2 separate regions of the Gossypium hirsutum genome follow, and region 2 is linked to region 1. Evidence: chromatin contacts called from public Hi-C data. All regions are on one chromosome and are shown on one strand. Each heading gives the region's core, a stretch centred on a gene start, on an enhancer-like site or on the middle of the called end of the contact. The rest is flanking DNA. Distances are from core to core; before and after follow the strand shown. Region 1 holds the start of LOC107959984 (E3 ubiquitin-protein ligase RHA2A). Region 2 holds the start of LOC107959991 (fruit protein pKIWI502).

Region 1 (2,700 bases), core at 137-2,636:
TATCTCAACCCGTTTTGTAGTTGCCAATACTACCATAAATTCTAAATCTTCTTCCCCCCCTATTTTCTTAATATTATATTGAAATCTAAAACAACTTGGGTTCTTATTTTTCTTTTTTCAAACAATATCACATAAAATATGCTTTTTTTTATTTACCTTAATAATAAACTAATAAGATTACCATAAAAGTAAAATCATAAAGCATCTTCACCCTCACTACTTCATGTAAATAAATAGCAATCTGGTCTTGACAATTTGTACACAAAGATAACTATTTTCTTATTGGACTAAAAAAAATACATAAAGTAAATAAAAAAAAGACTATTTACAGCAGTGAAAAAGAAAATTCTTCAAAAAAAATTTCTAAAGAAAAAAAAAACCCTACAACGGAGAAAAAGGGTTCTAAAAAGCAAAAGAAAAAATAGTGGTAAGAAAGAAAGTTGAATGACAACCCCCTCAAAACAAATAGTTGAAAACAAAATAATACCCAATCCAGCCGGAACCTGAGAAAAGGGGGGCAAAAACACTAAAATTCTAAAATCTTGGTCGGAATCTAATTAACCCAAAGAAAACCAGGCAAGCAAATCTTGACCGACGCGTCTCCGCGTGAAACCCACGCGCTGATCGATTTTGAGAGGGGATCGACAAACCGGGCAGTTAAATTTTAGTTGATCAAGCCAACCATCAAAGCAATCCTTATGAAATACATGGCAGCAATCGAGTTTCCTCACCTGCTCCCCATCTCTTAGGCTGCACAAGCACACAACACAATCAGAGCCCTTTCCTACCCCGCCGCCACAGTATTTGTAGGAGAAAGCCTTGTTTAAGTTGAGCTGCTCGGCGAGTACGATGAGACTGGCGAGACCGGAGCCAAGGACTCCAACATCGTCGATGGTAGTGGGCTGGTCTGGGCAAGGGAGAAGGCCAATCAAATGGAGGGAAGCAAAGAGGAGTCTTCGGAGATAACCGACGCAGTTAGCGATTATTGCTACGAGAAGAAGCGGGATCGAATCTGAGGACACGTCGTTCAGCTGGCTTTGTAATCCCATCTTTCTTTTTTAAGTTTCAGAAAATGTGGAAGTGAATTTGTAGAAAAAGAGTAGTAATATGTAATATGTGTGCGTGTATATATATTTATAAGTTGAAAGGTGGAATGGAAGAGATTAGATTTTATATAAGGGAAATAGAAGCATACAACGATAAGAAAGAAGAAAAGAAGAAAGAGATGATGTAGGGAAAAGAAGAGGAGAGGGGAGGAGAGGCTAAAGAACGGGAGATTAAGGCCATGTGTGGTGGGGTCCGCTTGTTGAAATTGTTTATTTCCTTTTTCCATGTTTTAATACTAACTTTGTTGTATACATCACAAGTTGTGTATTTCTGTATTCCTATTCTTATTCTTTATGTAACTTAAGATATCAATAACCTCAAACTTTTAATTTTTCAACCAACCATTTATGTTACATAAATTTTAACTTTTTATCTCCAACTTCTATTATTTTTATATTTTTTATGATTAGCAGTTATATTGTTTCTAGAATTAACGTGGGTCGGGACACCCATTCAACTTGAAGGTCCGTCTGAAAAGTGAAAAGATTTGAGTAAAAATATAGGCTCAAAAATAAGTCAGATGTCGAGTAAGATTTTTTGGCCCAAACTCAACCCGAATTGCCTAAAAGTTTTTTTTTGTTACCATTTTACTATTATATTGTTACTATTTTGTTGTTATTATTTAGATATTATATAACTCTTGTTTTATTGTTAATTTTGTTACAATTTTAGAGGTATTTGTTTGTTAAGTTGAAACTATTAGTGTTATTAAGTATCAATACTTTTTTAATATATTTTAAATTTGTTGGGAAATATTTATTTTAATATTTTTAGTGTATTTGATGTATTATATTTTTTAAATTTATTTTTATATAAAAACAATATAAAACTTTTAATACGGTAAGGCCAAATTGGGCTCAAGTTTAGTATTTTTTATCTGGACCAAGTTTGGATAAAATTTTAGACCCATTTTTTGAATCAAGTCGAGTCCAAACTTAAAAAATAGACCTAAAATTTGACATTGACCCTACTCGACCCATGATCTAAGTTTAATTGTCTCTGCAATTATTAGGTTGCTTAAATTCCGTTTATTTCAATTTAATAAAACAGAAAAATTGAAATGATTATAATTTTGTAAAATTAAAATTAAAATTTAATTTGGATATGAAAATATGTTATATGACACAATATTATAGGTCAAAGTAGTGGTAAGCTCCATATGTTATATTGAGATTATCAAATTGGTGTTATTAAAAAATTAACTTTTATTTTCTTCTTTTTTTAATTACAATAATAGAGTAAAATTCGAATATTTTTTTTTGAATTATAATAATAAGGTAAAATTCAAACAACTAACGTAACTAGCACGACTCGAACTTAGACTATATTTAGGATAGTGAATACCGTTGACCATCAGATCATCACATGAGATTTAATTTACATCAATTTCTAAAATAAAGTAACTTATAAGGTAAAATAGTTCATAAATGAATTTTGTTTGAAGTGCTAAGTTTTGTTTTGATTGCAACTTATGCATTTCAGATTGGATATGTGATATAAATAAGAAGAACACATTTTCAAGTGATTAATTAGCGTGTGTATATATATATAATTGTAGTCCTCAAATATGGACATAGAAATGTATGTTGGTGG
Region 2 (2,700 bases), core at 116-2,615, 420 kb after region 1:
ATATTAAAAGTGCTTTCGAGGCTAAATGTGCTTTTGGAGCCATAAGTAAATGCTAAACAAACATCTTTTCATAGGAATGAGTGTTCAATCGAATCGAGTGAAAAAATTTCGAGTTAATCGAGTTCACTAGTCTTATATTATTATTCTAACTTAATTTGAAACTTTTTTGAATCTAGTCGAGTAAAATGAAATTCGAGTGGAGTTGTTAGAGTAAAATTAAAAAAAATTAAAATGTCAAATGAAAATATTGTTACAATATAACTAACTCTATGTTAGAGCACATAAATTTTGAAATCATATATATTTGAAATTTTTTTAAAGCAAAAAAAAAATTGAGATGCTTGAGTATGACAGATTTGAATCATTAATTAAGTCCCAAATTATTATTTTAGAAAAAAATTAAAATTTTAAATTTTTATATATATATGTTAGAATTTTTTAATAATTTTATAATTTTTTAGAAATATAAATTTTAAATTTTTAAAATTTTTTTGAATTTTTTTGTAATTTTTTTAGAGATAGACCAATTTGCTTATTTTCAAAGTTAATAGGGACCAAAATGGCATTTACACCAATTTGTTATTTAAATTAATCGAGTTATTCGGATTGTAAAATTCAATTCAACTCGAACTTGAAACTCAAATTGAGTTATTCCAGTTGACTCGAATAATTCGAATAACGTTTCGATTAACACAAAATTTAGATTTTTTCGATTTTTTTAATTAAATAAAATTTTGCTCACCCTTAAATTTTAAGCTCAAAAACTTTTGAATCCAAAAGCAAAAGTAGTTTCAAAAGCACATTTTTCTAACTTTTGTTGTTCCAAAAATACATTTGGAGTCAAAATAACATCTTTAACTCTTATTTATACTCTAATTTATTAATGTAATTATTTTTCTATTAAAATTTATTTCAAATATATAAAATTATATATTTAAATTTATAAGATTGTATTTCTATATATTCAAATAAATTTTAAAAATAATTAGTATTAATTTCTTACACATATTTAAAATTTATATTTTGTATATTAAAATATTAATAACGAATTATCATAAATTACTTTTTTATATTTTTATTAAAATATTATAATATTAACAAATTTAAATATTATTTAAATAAATATATTTTTTAAAACATTATATCTAAGTGAATATTTTAATTTTTAAAACTACTTTTTAACAATAATATTAATCACTTAAGTTTTAAATTAATTTTTTTAAAAACACTTTTCATAATTACTTTTTTCACAACACATTTTGAAAAAACGAGAAACTATCTTACAAACCCAAAAAACCCTAAATGAAAAGGGCCCCACCACTTATCTCTAAGAATTAGGGCTTCACACCCTCGAAATGCCACGTGGAGCCTCAAAAGTGGCTCATGGCTCATTTTATGAAACGCCACCTCATCAGCTTCTGCCCAACTTTGGCGCCGCCTCCCTCTCTACTCCCCGCCACCGTAACCTTCTTTTATTCTCTTTCACAAGTCACCACCGAGACCATGACCGTCATTATACCTTCTCTCCCACATGCGCACCTTAGCGCTCCTCCCCTCCCCATGTCTATCCTGCGCCGACTCCCCTTCCACTCCTTAACCCCCTGCCATTACCGCCCTCGCCGTCGATTCGCTACACTTGCCGCAGTTCGGCAAGATACCACCGTCTGGACCCCAACACCGATCTCATCAATCGAGACAGCCGCCGAGTCCCTCTTCCACATCAGCATCGACGTGTCAAGCTCTCCGGACCTCGCGGCCTCACATACCTTACCGGGACAGTACCTCCAGCTGCGGCTCCTTGATGTAGAGAAACCTTCTTTCCTGGCCATAGCTTCTCCGCCGTCACTGGCGGCCTCAAGCGGAGCGTTCGAGTTTTTGGTGAATAGCGTGGCGGGTTCGACGGCTGAGCTTTTGTGTGGGTTAAAGAAGGGGGATGTGGTTGAGCTTAGTCAAGCGATGGGAAACGGCTTTAATATTGATAAGATCGATCCGCCCGAGGATTATCCAACGGTTTTGATTTTCGCTACTGGGTCAGGAATCAGGTTAAGTTTCTTTTTTTTTTTGTTTAGATTAATTAAATTTAATGTTAAAGCTTTATTCCATTATTATGCTTTATTTCTTACAAAATTTGAATTTATTGACATTGGAATTGCTGGATTACGTGAAAATTTGTTGGAAGATTTTATAGTCCAGTTTTTGTTCTTATTCTTGCATTATATTTGAGCGAATCCCGGTGATGCTTTTAAGGTTTGGATTGGAAAATTTTGGTATGGGAATTCTCTGTGAAATAATTGACTGTCGGCTTTTTCTGGGATAACTTGTGATTTATGCTCTCTGAATCTCAGAAATTTACACTTTTTTCTGGGATATCTTCGTTCAGTACATGGTCTTATGGAAATTCCTTTTGACGCTTCAGGGATAGAATAAGTGGCTGATTTTTGAACTACTATATCTGAATTGACCAATTTTACGTCACTTAGAAACTATTTTGCCTCAATATTTTGTTTGGCTTTGTGTCCCATATTATTTGTTCTTTTGATTTCTCATTGTTAGTGTACAATCAGCTGTTTTAATCTTTATAGCTTTCAGTTATCAGAATTTTTTATGTCATCAAGGCATGATTCTTTAGTTTGTCAACTTCATCTGTGTTTTGAAGCATTTAATAGTTAATATTTAAAGATGGATTGAATAATTGCCATG

The links. A called contact is a pair of places that touch in the nucleus more often than the background predicts.
Region 2: a Hi-C map of leaf shows a contact between it and region 1, with 2.9 times the contacts expected there. The contact joins the promoter of LOC107959991 here to the promoter of LOC107959984 in region 1. A contact is called at or near these places in 3 of 34 Hi-C or Micro-C datasets (all in leaf).

The regions. Positions count from the first base shown.
Region 1 is chrA05:76,237,365-76,240,064 of Gossypium_hirsutum_v2.1, forward strand. LOC107959984 (E3 ubiquitin-protein ligase RHA2A) reads right to left here and starts at 1,387. Exons shown (of 1, transcript XM_016896178.2): 1 at 190-1,387. The coding sequence starts at 1,049. The coding sequence ends at 558.
Region 2 is chrA05:76,653,195-76,655,894 of Gossypium_hirsutum_v2.1, forward strand. It overlaps LOC107959991 (fruit protein pKIWI502), which reads left to right and starts at 1,366. Exons shown (of 5, transcript XM_016896185.2): 1 at 1,366-2,042. The coding sequence starts at 1,384.